Regions from separate parts of the Macaca fascicularis genome. Here region 1 is linked to region 2. The links are chromatin contacts, called in public Hi-C maps. All regions are on one chromosome and are shown on one strand. Each heading gives the region's core, a stretch centred on a gene start, on an enhancer-like site or on the middle of the called end of the contact. The rest is flanking DNA. Distances are from core to core; before and after follow the strand shown.

The links. A called contact is a pair of places that touch in the nucleus more often than the background predicts.
Region 1: a Hi-C map of liver shows a contact between it and region 2, with 3 times the contacts expected there. The contact joins the enhancer-like site here to the promoter of FOXO3 in region 2. A contact is called at or near these places in 2 of 2 Hi-C or Micro-C datasets (liver and skeletal muscle).

Annotation. Positions count from the first base shown.
Region 1 is chr4:12,875,615-12,882,968 of T2T-MFA8v1.1, reverse strand. LOC135970300 (a long non-coding RNA gene) reads right to left here. Exons shown (of 3, transcript XR_012433343.1): 2 at 2,113-2,183. The region is part of intron 1 of LOC123573063 (a long non-coding RNA gene); the gene reads left to right. It also overlaps the pseudogene LOC102128011. Among named protein-coding and RNA genes, the nearest start is that of ARMC2, 70 kb to the left of the region's middle. Within about 2 kb of position 5,053, at least 1 of the 6 cell types and tissues checked has an H3K27ac peak or open chromatin away from gene starts, as enhancers often do. A contact at or near this core is called in liver, where this site is marked.
Region 2 is chr4:12,649,192-12,656,618 of T2T-MFA8v1.1, reverse strand. FOXO3 (forkhead box O3) reads right to left here and starts at 5,513. Exons shown (of 4, transcript XM_045391691.3): 1 at 5,323-5,513; 2 at 3,512-4,251. The coding sequence starts at 4,129.

The DNA of each region.
Region 1 (7,354 bases), core at 3,804-6,303, 230 kb before region 2:
AAAAAATGATGAGATATACCCTGTTTATGTATGGAAAGACAACAGCTTAATAGTAGCAGCTTTCCTAAATTTATACTACTAATTTAATAACTTCTGTTCAAAATCCCTGGAGAATTGTTTTCACTGACCTTGATAAGCAAATCAGAATATCCATCCAGAAAAATACAGGGGTTAAGAACAGCCAAAACAATTTTTTTTTTTAAGTGACAGGATCTTGCTCTGTCGCCCAGGCTGGAGTGCAGTAGTATGATCATAGCTCACTGCAGTCTCAAACTCCTAGGCCCAAGTGATCCTCCTGCCTTAGTCTCCCAAAGTGTTGGGATTCCAGGTATGAGCCACGGTGCCAGGCCACAATTTTGAGACAGTATAAAGAGAAAGGATTCACCCCAACAGATAGCAAAACTTATGACAAGCTTACAGTAATTAAAATATTCTGGGCACGGGGTGGTGACGGCGACCACTGGGGCTGTGGAAGTGGGGTCCCGGGGTCGGCCGTCGCCCCCTTGCCCATCCCAACCTCACCGCCTGTCCTGGGTCATCTGTTCTGGCCCATCAGCGCCAAGGATGAGGAGCAGCATCCCACCCAGATCGAGTCACTGTGCATCAACTGTTACCGCAATGGCATGATGCACCTCCTGCTCACCAAGATTCCCTTCTTTTGAGAAATAATCGTGAGCTCCTTTTCCTGCCACCACTGTGGCTGGAACAACACAGAGATCCGGTCGGCAGGCAGGAGCCAGGACCAGGGAGTGCGCTACACTTGGACCTTCAGGGCTCTGTAGGACATGACAGAGAAACGGTGAAGACTGACTCTGCTACCACAAGGATTCCTGAGCTAGATTTTCAAATTCCTGCCCTTAGCCAGAAAGGAGCTCTGTCCACTGTTGAAGGATTGATCACCCATTGCTATCTCTGGCCTGGAGCAGGACCAGCCTGCACGAAGGGCAAACAAAGATGCCACAGCTGAAAGAATTGATGAGTTCGTTGTCAAACCGGAGGAGCTGAAGCAAGCAGTCTCCCCTTTCACTCTGATCATTGATGATCCCTCAGGGAACAGCTCCGTGGAAAACCCACGTGCTGCTCAGAAAGATGATGCCCTGGTGATCACACACTACAACTGGACCCGACAGCAGGAAGAGATGCTGGGGCTCCAGGCAGAGCACCCACAGAGAAGCCAGAGGAGGAAGATGTCAGAAATGAAGTGCTCCAGTTTAACACAAACGGCCCAGAATGAAATGCCCCCGCTCAGACCAACATGAAGCTAGTACAAATCCCTCCCTTTAAGGAGGTTATCATCATGGCTACTAACTGCAAGAACTGTAGGCATCAGACCAGTGAGGTGAAATCTGGAGAAGCAGTAGAATCCTTGGGCACCAGGATCACCCTCCACATCACAGTTCCCTCAGATATGATCAGAGACCTCCTCAAGTGTGAGGTTTGTAGTGTGGAAATCCCAGAGCTAGAATTTGACTGGGAATGGCCATCCTCGGGGGCAAGTTCATCACATTGGAAGGGCCACTGAAAGATATGTGGGAACTGGTGACCAAAAGCCCTTTCACACTGGGCGACAGTTCCAATCCTGGCCAGACGGAGAGACTGCAGGAGTTTAGCCAGAAGATGGACCAGATCATTGAAGGTAACACGAAGACCCACTTTATTATGGATGATCCAGCAGGAAACAGTTACTTGTAAAACGTGTATGCACCTGAAGATGATCCTGAGATGAAGGTGGAGCATTACAAGCGCACCTCTGACCAAAATGAGGAGCTAGAGCTCAGTGACATGAAGACAGAGGGCTATAAGGCAGGCCTGGCTCCACAACAGTAGCATGGGTGGGCCAAGGGCCAGCTCTCCAGCGCTGCTCATTCTGCAGGTTATTTATTAGCATTGGAAGGAGGCTGGGAGTGTCTTCCCCACCAGCCCTTGCCCATGGTGGGGAGGACATCTGGTCTGAGTCAGAGATCTAGGCACATTTTCTAAACAGCTTGTGATGCAAGTGTGAGCCTATTGTGTTACTTGACGTTATTCTGGAGGTTTTGAATTGGCCTAGGAAGAAATCCAGAAATGAACCAGGGGTATGTCATTATCACTTTTTTCATATCAAGTCCTTACCCTCCTTCCACATAATGCTCTGCCTCTAAGGTTGGAGCTCTGAAGTTGGAGAAGGTGGAATAAAATTACACCTGGAAAATAAAATAAAATAAAATATTCTGGTATCAGCATTTGGCTAAATAGATCAATGGGGCAAATTTTCTGAAAAAGTTGGAAACACACATAAGTGGGAACTTAAGATATAAGAGGTGACACTGCAAATTAGCAGGGAAAGGATGACTATTCAATAAATGGCACTAGGACTATTGGCTAATAGTATTTTCTAAGGGAAAAATTAGATTCATACCTCACTGCGTGAACAACAATAAATTTCAGATGTGTTAAGGAAAAGAAGTAAACATTTAGACAGAACTATAGGAAAATATTTCTATGATATCCAAGGAGGACAGGGTTTCTTAAACAATACAAAGCAAAAAATTATCATGGAGAAGTGAGAAGTTGAAGTATATAATTGTTTTAAAACTTCTTAACAACAAATGGCACTAATAGCAAAGCAAGAAGACAAACACAGACTTGGAGAAAATAGTTACATCCCACATTTCCAACCAAGGATTACTATCCAAAATATATAGCTAGTTCCTACAAATAAGCAAGAAAAAGAGAAGCAACCGAACATCAAAAAAGCTTAAGGATGTCAATAAGCAACTGGCAAAAGAGGCCATTTCATGGTCTATAGATGCATGAAAATGTGCTCGCCTTTATTAGTAGTCAAGGAGATGCAAATTAAAACAAATAGATACTATTTCATGCCTATTAGACTGGGAATTTCTTGAAAAATCTCTGACAATACAAAGAGTTGATGAGAATGGAGAAATGGATACTTACCTTCACTGCTTGTGGGTGTGTAAGATGACAGACCCAGTGTAGAGAGTGATTTGGCAACACCCAGTAAAGTTAATGCATAACCTATGACCAAAAATTCTGCCACTATATGTCTAGAAGTTCCCAAGAGACACATGGGTCCAAGGAGATATGAACAAAAGCACATTCTTTCAGCACTCTGGGTAATAGCTTAAAAGTGGAAACAAGCTACCTGACCTTCAGGAGCAAAATGGGCAAATCAAATGTGGATTATTCATGCAATGCAATGCTGCACAGCCATTAAAATGAGTGAACTAGATCCTTATCACCTACGTGGATACATCTAAAACGTGTAATGATAAACTAGAAAGATGCAACATAAATATTTATACAATATAATTTACATAAAATGTAAAGTGTATGAAATGATAGTATATATAATTTACTAATATGTTAAAGATACCCACATCTTCCTGGTTATTGCTCAGATCTATGAAGAGGGGAGAGAGAGGCCTCCTAAGCCAAGTGTCTGAATGTTACAACATCTAGAAAGACCCTTGAACTTACACTTCACAAAAGAGAAAAAGAGTGTTTTTTAAAAGAGCAACTGAGCTACTAACGAGAATTTGGCACTATTTATGTTTTTATGTACAAAGAACCCTAAAGGTTATTTGATGGGTTCTGGTACCAGTTCTTCTTCACTTAGGAACTGATGCTACTAACCCTCAGTCAGTGGGGCTAAGAGAACAGTTCTGGCCTAGCTCCTGTCTCCTACAGGTCCTTCAGGAGCAAAATGGGCAAACAAAATGTGGATTATTCGCACAATACAACACTGGGTTATTCTTCCTCACCCAGCCTACAAGTTTGCCCAGAAAATCCCCATCCTGCTTCTGTTGGATTCTTTCCTGTGTTTCCTTTGCCAGTTGCTGAAAGTACAGTACTGTTCTAGCATCCCAAATTTTACCTGCTGATTTCTGTTGAAGACTCTACAGCCCCACTCTACCTTTCTGATGGGTCTGGACCTGTGCCTATTCAGTACATGTGCCTGTTCAGGGGAGCTGCCTCCCTGGACAGGGTTAGCTTTTCTCTAGGTGCTACAATGCTGGGCAAAGGGTCTTTAAATCTCCTTTGGTTTGGAGTGACAGAACCATAATCCTTCCTGAGCTCCGTGTTTAAACACACATATACACACACATGCTTTCATATACATGCACATGTACAAACACACATATGCACAAACTCAGACAAAAAAATGCACACACAAATACCTACACCACTCCCTTCTCTGCAATAGGAGTCGGGACTGCTTGGTTACTCTAAATCCAGTATTGTATAGGTATTCTGTGGCAGATATGATTTTATAATGAAAGACAATGGGAATAATAGGATATGCTATTCATGAACACATAGATCTCAAATATCAAAGGACAACTGTATGATACCATTGGAACCATTATAACACAATAGCCGTCTCCCACTCGCCAAGCTCAGAGCATATGACTTTTCTTTTTCACGTTGGGAGCAGAGCTGATTGAATTATACTCTTCAGTTCCTATCCCATTACCATGACTGCGTGTGAGGTCCCTCTCTAGTTTTACAACTGTGCTTCCTTTTATATTCCCCTTTGTGCCTGATTCCACTTTCATTTCCCGTGGTCCCACTCACAGGCATCTGCTGGAATGGGTTTGATAGTTGCCTAATTGTTATTTATCCTGTTGCTTTTCTACTGGGACGGCATGGCATGAGGATGTTTGTTTCTGATTCATTATGCTGGTTCTTTTTATTAAGCAGCCATACAACTTCAGGTGTAGTGCCGGAGTGGATCCCACTGTGGAACCTAGCAGCCAAACAATGTGAACTGAACATCTGTTTATTTTTGATGGTGGGTCCTGGGGCGTCAGTTCCATTATTTTGTTTGCATTATAGAATTTGGCTAACAAGATCACACTCCTGTTTAAAAAAAAAAAAAAAAAAGTGTGCCCTTTAAATTGGGAAAATGCTCATCTCATCTGTCCTGAATGAGTTAAGAGTGCTTCTGCCTGCAAGCAGAGTGTGCGATGACTCACCGTCCCACGAAGACGCCTTCCCTTCTACCTTAAGACTGCGTCTGTCCCACAGAACCCCACGTGCGGGCGTCCCTGGAACCTGGCCCATAGGTGGCAGTCTCCCTTCATCGTTCCCGGACTACGAACCTCGGAAGGGCAGCCTGAGACAGCAGTTGCTTTTGCTTTTTCTTCGGGTTTCCTAATATTTAATGTTCCCTCCACTGAAGTTCCCCCTCCGTCCCACAGAGAGTGTAGAGACTGCATCCCTGGAGGCGAGCAAACGACAAAAGAAACTTCGCTTGGAACCCAAGTCGGGAGACCTGGGTTGTGCCGACTCTCAATGCGATTGTTTTGGAATTTTGCTGAAGCTCTCTTGCAGAATTGCTCTGTAAATGGCAAGAAGAAATGCCTTTCGCTATAAACAGAAAATAAAGCTTTCACAAGTTGTCATATTTTTTAAAAGCAATCATGCTGATGCAAGTTTTTATCCCCTCTGTTTAGTCTTGCCTCCCCTCCCTGCCAACACACCCCCACAGAATTTGGGATGAATCTTTGCGAGTGAAGTAAAAGTAGGCATTATCTCCAACATGTGCCCTTCCTCCAGCCCCTCACAGAGCCTATTCAACAAGATATCAAACGGCCATAGGCAGAGACGAGTGTGCATGCGTGTATGAGTGTGCGCGTGTGTGTGTGCGAGTGTGTGTGTATGCAGACAATACTAGATGGAGAGTCAAGGGGAAATCAAGAGATCCAGAAAAGGGGCACCACCTTCTCACCTTCCTTCCACCCCACACCTCCTCACCCAAGGAGGGAAGGCAGGTGGAGCGCTAATCCAGTCCCAGGCCCTTTTGGGCGAGCCTGCCCAATGGGTTTCTAATCAGTCAACACTTTGGGCCGGCCCCCACTGTTTATGGCACCAAACGGACTTTAAATCACTAGCAGGTGTCAAAATGCTGGAGGAATGTGCTTGCCTAGGAAGCCACAAGGAGTGATTCATCAGCATTTGTAAAAACCGCCTTGGCAAAAAGAGGTTGAACCCAGCACTGGGGGCAGATTTTGTGGATTTCAGTTGAATCAGCAAACAGAATACTTTTTAAATCTTAGCAGCACCTGGTTCTGAAAAGGACACCCCCCTAAAGAAAGGGCTGCCTTGTCTGTGCTGGAAGGAGGCTTTCCCTGCCTCAAGGTGCTTCTCCTCCCCAGATCAGAGACCTCATTCGATGCTTGGTCCCTCTTCCTTCCTAAGATTGGCAGAGGGCTTGGAGATTTTCACCTGGGCTTTGGGACAAAGCCAACACAGGATGTCCTGAGTTACAGCAAGCATTTCTGAATGGAGGTAGCCATTGGTCAGCCTGCTCTAAAGAAGGCCAAGTTGATGTTCCCCCCAGGGTAGGTGGGGATTTAGGCTGAGGTGGGTAAGTCACTTGAGGTCAGGAGTTCGAGACCAGCCTGGCCAACATGGTAAAACCCTGTCTCTACTTAAAAATGCAAAATTAGCTTCAGCCTCCCAAGTTGCTGGGATTAGAGGTGTGCACCACCAAGCCCAGCTAATTTTGCATTTTTAGTAGAGACAGGGTTTTACCATGTTGGTCAGGCTGGTCTCGAACTCCTGACCTCAAGTGACCTACCCACCTCAGCCTCCCAAAGTGCTGGGATTAGAGGCATGAGCACTACGCCTGCCAGGTTCTCAAAATCTATAAAATAAAGCCTCAGGGGGGTGTTTAAACTTTGCTGGAACAGGGGCCCAGCAAACCTTCCTGCTTTGTCTTCCACACCTGCTGTTAGACACTCACTGTTCCAGCCCAGCCCTCAGCTCCTCTCACCCCACCCTGCTCTTGGAGATCTTCTCCCCCAGGTCTGTTTCAAATCTCACTGCTTCCACGAACCTGATCCCTCCAGAGTCGACTACCCAGCCCCACTCTTGCTCTCGTGGGCACCCAGATGTCCCATGGCATCCGAGTGTGCACAGCCTCATGGTTCGGCTGCTGTGCCCAACCTGCCGTTTTCCTCCAGGACTCATATGTTTCCTGTGAGCACCCTCCAGCTTTCAGTACATTTCCCCTAATACTCAGCACTGCGTCTTCCAGTCGGCAAAGCTGAACCTTTGTTGGTGAGATTTGAAATCAAACCATGTTAGCATATGAAAATAAATACAAGTATCAGGCCTCATCTGACTCCATTCAATGTAAGAGGCACCATTCATTCGCTTCTAAGAGAAGAAAATTAGTAATGTAAAACTAGAAATGAATTAGCTAATGAGCAGAGGGACAAAGAATGTTCAGCCTCTCTAGAATGCAAAGACTTCAGAATTGTTTGTGAAAATAAGGAAATGCCAAATTTGACAAATCGAATTAACAAATTTAGAGGAAATTACATTGGTCACCACTGCCAGAGTC
Region 2 (7,427 bases), core at 4,264-6,763:
CTTAACCACATCTGATTATTCATTTCTACTTTAATGCCCAAGGTAAGGGAACCTGTGAGATAGCCATCATCCTTCTCCCTGACACAGTATCTGACAAATGTAAGTAAACCAAGGGCTTCCTCTTTTTGTTAAAATGCTATCCTTCTCACCTCTTTTATCACTTCATAGTTCCTAAGTACCCCTACTGACAGGCACTGGACAGTTACGCAAACATGATACACTCACTCAGCCTCAATCTACATTTGCGCATCCTTTTGATGCTGAAATAATAAGCAAGATGTTTTTAGATTGAGAGGCAAATATGCCTTTCAGGAAAGCAACCTCTACTTATGTAAGACTATCCATTACCTAGTAAATGACCTTTAAAAAAAGATCAATTTAAAGAAGAAAATGGAGAACAAAAACCTCTAGAACTGTGGCTACTAATTGCCTCTCTACTAACTAGCTGTGTGATCTTAAGAAAGTCATTAGCTTTTCCAAAAATCAGGTTCTTCACCAGTAAAATAAGAGGGTTGAACTAGATCAGGAAACTTCATCCTAACTATACGTTAGAATCACCTAAGAAACTTAAAAAAAAAAAAAAACCCACAAAACACAAAACCTTCAATGCTAAGCCACACACAACCCAAATTAAATCAAATTCTCTAGGTATTTGTATTTTTCAGAAAAGTTCCCAGGTAATTCAAACATGCAACCAGGGCTGAGAACCACTGGTTTAGATTCTGATCTCCAAGCCCTCTTTTTCTAATTCTTTCATGTTATGATGTTAGGGTGACAATTTTGGTTACAAGGTCTCATAATGCAATGGCCCAAATAGCCTCAAAAGAAGTAAAGACCTGCGTGCCCTTTATGCACATATGACTAGGAGATATTAATCTGAATTCTACACATTTTTGGAAGTTAAAAATCCTCTTACATTACTCAGAATGAAAATAGTGTGGTTTAAATGCACATGCATGCTTCCAAAATGACTAATCACGACAAGAATCAACTCCTAAACTTGGACACATGGAAATGGGTCACAATTAGCTCCTGACCTCTCTCCCTTTTCCCTCTTCTTCCACTAAACCACAAGTACAAAAAAAAGGTTGCCTATTAGTCATAATCACAATATGAAACCAGCCCCAGTTTCAAAGGGCCTTCTCCATCATCAAAGATTTGAAAGTTCCTGCATGGCTGCATCTTTTGAAGATCTTATAAAAACTCTAACAAAATTATATCCCTTTAGCCGTCAAGGATTAGTTGCCATGTGACACTCAGAAATGTATTGGTAAAAAATTTTAAGGTAAAAAGAATCATAAAATGTGTGCCCTGTATTAAGCATATTAAGCCTTGAAAATTTCAATTTACAGTATTTTTAAGATTTTAGTTGAAGAAAAATGAGACAGCAGAGAAGGGTAAAAGAAACCATGAGGCAAAAAAATGGTTATGACATAAAATCATAAAGTTTATGACTAGGCCCAAAATCTGTATTGCAAGTCCTACAAACTGTATGAAAATGTAACTAGCCCAATCTCAATTCATGCCTACTTTTGGTAATACCATTTTCTCATGTAAATCTTCCCCCCCAAAATAAAATTCATTAAACTTATTATCTTTAACTATAAACACAATAACAAGAAATATTATTTATGAAATTAAATTTTTGTAACCTTAAAAATCACAGGAAAGGTGAAAACCTCTTCCTACATTAACTTTTTAACTAAGTTAAAAGTTAACTAACTTTTCACTAACATATTCTCCTCACCAAATTCAAACATGCAAGACTAAATTTCAAGTGAGAGAAATCTGAAAAGTATTTCGAACCCCCAAATCCATGTTCTCAGATCCTGTCTGCTAACCCCTTCCTGATACTATACAGTGAGATTAACCATTCCTATCCACTTGGAAACCCAGTTTTAAAAGATGTCACACTAGTGCTCTTTTCAAATGGAATTGTCTTTCATCCTTTCTGTAAAGAACTCTCATATCATACAACTGGCATTCTTTTATAAAGCAATTAAATTAGACCAAATATAAGACTCATAATGTTAGCATTTGTTAAAAGAAATGAGACAGATTTGTGGATTAATATCAAAGCACATGTGTTTTACTTTTGAAGTATCTAATACAAAGCCTCTCTGATACAAGCCGTATTTAACTTTGGACGAGTTTTCTAGAGGCAAAATAAAACATTCTCTACATTAGGTTCTTTAGCTTTTTCATATACAGGCTCGTCTCCAGTGCTTCCATTGAATTCTCCACTAAGATTAAACTGTTCTTATTTTTGTATCTCCTGAAACCCAGGAAAACAAGAAGAAAGGGAATGAGGAAGCAACTACTTTCACATTAAAAAAAAAAAAAAAAATCTAAGCTAAATTGCAAATAGGAGCAGCTGATAAGAGATGTGTATCTCCAATTGCACAGGACTCTTTGGCCTGGTACTGACACATTACTGTCTTGGGGAAAGGGGCCAGGGAGGTGCCTAGGAAGAGCAAAGCAACTGGATATCAGCAGCCCAACAGGGGCAGAGGAGTTAATCTCTTTGGATACCCAACAGCAGGAAGTCATTACATCATAGGCCTTTCCACATCTCTCTCCCTACCACGTGTCCCGTGCCCCAAGAGGATGATAAGGAACGGTAGAGAGTCTCTCTTCGGGTTCATTTACAGGTAGAAGCCATTACGGCCCGGCCAAGCCCCCAAACCTCCTCCCAATCGCCAGAGTGAATGAAGCGCAGGTCCCCACACCAGAGCCCTTCCCTCAAACGGTGCCAGAGTCCAGGCCTCGGCGGGAGCAGATGGTGCAGCCAGTCTGGATTGAGGTGGCCAGATCGGCCGGTTCGAGGCCCCAGAACATTTCAGAAGCAGCTAGTAAGAAGCAGATTTACTGGAGCGACATCTCTGAGAAGGAAAGGTATCAATACAGGCAAGGAAAGGAAGCCGTCCAGGAAGAGGTTTGCAACCACTACTTTTTCTAATGGGATCGATGTGCCTGTAGGAGTTAACACCCACAAGCTGAAACTTGGACCCGAAGGTTCTCATTCAGCTAGTGACGACACAACATGCTCCTGCGACAGACTGGAAACCACACATCCAACCCCTCCTCTGGACACTGCGTCCCAAACACCCCCCCACACACACCTCTCACTCCACCTACAGCGCCCGCATCAGACCCCCACTACGGTAAACTCTACTCCAAAGTTGGCTGCAGACCTACCTTCTCGGCGCTGTCCTGAGAATCCAGCAAATGTACTCCTGTCCGTTCGCCCTTCCCTCGCCGGCGTCCCCTGCCCCCTCTCCTCACCTGGCCATGCCCTAGGCCTCTGGGAGCCTCCTTCCCCCCTCCGGGCCGTCCCCAGGTGCCCCTACTACAGGAGTCAAAGAGAACACCCAAAGCCTCACAGTGAAGGCTCCCCCTGCCAACCCCTTGCCCTGGAGCCCGCAGGCGCGCTCCGACGAATCCGAGGGCGCGTCTCGCGCTGCGCAGGAGGCCCGGCGGGTCCTGCCGCCAGCCCGGGGTGGGTACGCACCTTCCAGCCGGCAGAGCTGTTGCTGTCGCCCTTATCCTTGAAGTAGGGCACGCAACGCACCATCCACTCGTAGATCTGGGACAGAGTGAGCCGTTTGTCCGGGGAGCTTTCGATGGCGCGGGTGATCAGGTCCGCGTAGGACAGGTTTCCCCAGGCGTTCCGCCGCGACGAGCATTTCCTCGGCTGCCCGGAGCCCCCAGCCGCCCCCGGCTGCGGCGGTGGCAGCGGCTGCTGAGGCTGCAGCAGCGCCTGTGTACCCCCGCTCAGAGCGCCCGCCGCGGTGGCTGGCCCAGACCCGGGGTCTTGCCCTCCGGGTGCCAGCACCCGGGCCGAGTCCTCAAGGAGCAGCCCGGAGCCCAGCGTGCCGCTCCCGCCGCCGCCGATCGCCATGGCCGAGCCGGCCCGTCCCCCGCCGTCCTCGTCGTCTTCATCGTCCTCCTCCTCGGGGATCATGGAGTCGGCGGCCGTCTCCCCCGAGGGCTTAGCAGGGCTCGCTTGGAGCTCCGGCCTTTGCAGGGGCCACGTACAGGAGCGCGGACGGCTCTGGGGCTCGAACTCCGGGTCCAGCTCCACTTCCAGCGGAGAGAGCGGGGCCGGGGAGGCCGGTGCCTCTGCCATCTTCGCCGCCCGCCCGCGGCTGGGGCTCTCGCGCTCTCCTCTCGCGCCGGGGCGGGGTGCGGCGGGGGAGGGACGTGGGCGCCGCGAAGGCTCCGGCTCCCGGGCGCCGCCGCCGCCGCCGCCTGGGGAAGCACCAGAGGAGAGAGAAGGAGAGTTGGTTATCCCGGGCCGGAGCGCAGTCCTCGGCGAGTCCTCGCCCGCCGCCACTACCTCCCAGCCTTGCCGCGCCCGCCTCCCAGGAACAGGCGGACCTGGAGACGTGCGGCCAGCGAACCTGGCGCAGCAGACACCGCCCCCTGGCCAGGCCGCGGGGGAGCCGCGAGCGAATCGACGGCCTCGCGCGGGGCAGCCCCCTCCCCCCGCGGCCCGCCGCAGGTCCCTCCCGGGCTAGGCGGCGGGGCGGGGAGAAGGGGGAGGGGCGCCCGGGGGAGGGGCGGCCGCGCCTTTAAAGCGGGCAGCGGCCGGAGCTGGCGCAGCCGAGCGGCGGTCAGAGCCCGAGCTCGGGCGTGCGTGCGTTTGTTTATGTTTCGCTCGGGCCCGCTCTAGTGCCTTCCGCGGCGCCGCCGCTCAAGTCTGTGCTGTCTTCGGCTCTTCTCCCCTTTCCCGGCCCAGCTGCCTCCGCGACCCCCCGTCACCCCTAACCCGGTCGAATGGCCCGAGCCCGGGGACTGCGCGGGCAGCTCCCTCTCCTCTCTTCGTCCGCGGGCCGGAGGGCGAACGGGGGTCTGGGCGCAGATGGGCCCTTGTCACTTCCAAAAAATAAAGGAAACACGGAAAGAAGGGGAAGGAGCAGCCCGGCGGGCGTTCGCAGAGGGTCGAGCCCGGCAGGGACGGCCACTTCGGGATTTTGTGTGGTTTGCATTCTCGCGGACGTCGTCCCCTCCGCCCCCTTCCCAGTCGGGATCCGGGGGAGGGAGCGAGTCGGAACATAAATCTTCCAACAGGTCGGGAAGCGCCAAGTCTCCCGGGCTGCTAGAAAACCCGGACCAGCATGTTCATCACCTCCTTGCTCCCGCTGCTGCCATCTTGACAGTTTCCCCCTTCCCTTGAGTCCTTTAAAAACACTAGCGGGCGAGAAGGGGGGCGCGCACACCGCGGCTCGGGGAGGGGAAAGGGAAGCGCCCGGCCCAGCTCGGAAGCAGATCCGGAGTCACCGGGAAGGCGGCCGCCCGCTGCACGGCTCCGGCGCCTACCTCGCTTCCTTCCCTTCAGGGACGCGGCGGGACGACGCACGATCCCGCGCGGGCCTGGGGCACGGCGAGGAGGGGGCGCGCAACCTCGGCGAAGGAGGAGCGCTCGGGCCGTCGCCGCAGCCCGCCCGAGGAACCGCCTGTCAGCTCGCGCGCCGCCGCCTTCCACATTCCTCCTCCTCCCTTCCACGAGCAGGGCGGCCGCAGCAGCAGCACAAAGTTATAGACACACGCAGGGCGCCTCAACCTAAGCTGACGGCGGGCGGGCGGGCGGGTCCCCGCCCAGGGGGAGGGCTGGGCGGCGGGCTGGGCGCGCGGCGGGCGTGTGTGTGTGAGTGCGCGTGTGTGAGCTCGCGCGCGCCTGCGCGGGCCAGCTCCGCGGGGCTGCGGGCGTGGGTGTCCGGGAGCGCGCCGTGAGCCGGGATTCGGCGGGCTCCCGCTGCTGTCCCCGCTGGGCTCCTCCTCCCTCCCGAGAGCCCCAACGACAACAAAGCGCGGCGTTGGCCCGGGAGAGGAGGGAGAGGAAAGAGAAGCGGGAGCTGCAGGAGCGACAGCCTCCGACGCTCCAAGGAGCGCAGCGGCGTGGCCTCTCCGACTCCGGGCAGGGCGCCTGGTACCAGGGTCCCCGACCTGCGCGTCCGCCCGCCGGGCTCTGGGCCAGCCCCGGTGTCCGGTTCCCTGTTAGAACCCGACACTAGGTAACACCCGAGGTGAGATGCTGGGCGTGGATGGCAAGGTTTACCGCGGCGTGGAAATACTGAACGGCGAAGATGTTGGCGCCTGCACAACTTCGATAAGCTGATGCTCACAGATTCGATCAGGCACCAAAAGGTTTGCACTGAATCTCTCGCCTCGGACGGTGGACCACAGTCGTGTTTCACTTTTCATGTGTTTCATGGCAAACGGGGGAGAGGTGTAACTAACTCCGAAGAAATGCAAATTTACCCCTGTCCTACATTCAAGAGCAGATTCCGAACAATTGAGAAGGGGAAATAATTTTAATCTAATTTGTAAATGACGACAAAACCGCTACGTGTGCATTTTTGACTTTTAAAAAAATACGTATCCTTTAGGTTAAACAAAAAACATCTGCACAAGTCCTTTTTCTACGATCCGTGCCCCAAATGTTTATTTGTACTCTACGAATGCACTACACGCGACATGCACACCAAAAGTCTAGACACTAGTTCATAAATATCTTTTTTTAAAAAATCCTTGTAAGTCACCAGAGATAGCTCAGAGTCTAGAAGCGGGCTCCTCAACGACCCCATACACAAAAAGGTCTAGCCCAGCGTACACAGGAGCCAGCCCGCCCCGCCGCCTCCGGGCTCCGGGCTTTGCGCAGCGCCCGTCACTCAAGTGACGCGCGGCCCCGCCCCTGCACCAAGCTAGTTCGACGCGTACAAACAGATGATGTCATCGTCTCCACACGCGCGTGACCCCGGAGCTCTCCGCCGCGTCGCCATTCGCTGCGCGGCTTACTCGTCAAGGCACGCCGCGTGCTTACTGGCCGCGGCTACCAGTCTCCAGGCCCCAGACGCCCCTCTCCGCCCCCCGCCCCCGCCCCCCAGCAAATAATAAACAATCGAGTAAAATTCTAAGGAAGGAGAGAGAGGAGAGGGAAAAAGGGAGAGGGCGCACTAGAAACCAATCCTTCGCCCGCTGGCGGTGGGAGGGCTCAAGGGGGGACGCGAGAAGACAGCGGACGGGAGGAAGGGAGCCGACCTGGGACCCTGCGGCCGCCGGCGACAAGGAGGCGTCGGGGGCGGAAAGTTGCAGCGCACTCGACTGGGTGCGCCTGGCGGGGTAGGGGGCACTAGGGCCTGGAGCGGCTGGGCTGGGGGCTCGTGGGCGGGACGCGACCAGCCGAGGGGGCGGGGACTGAGCGGCGCCGGCCGACACGTGCGGGAGGAGGGCGGGCGCGCGCGCTGCACACGCTGGGCCCGAGCGCGCGGCCTCGGTAGCCGCGCGCGCTTGTTTACCAGCGCACGTGGGTGTTATTTTTAAATGGAATGTGGCGCTGGCTGCGCTGCCGAGTGGCGGGCGCGTGGGGCCGCCCGCGCTGGCTGGGGGACGCGGCGGGGCCCGCGGCGCGGCCTCTCCGGGCG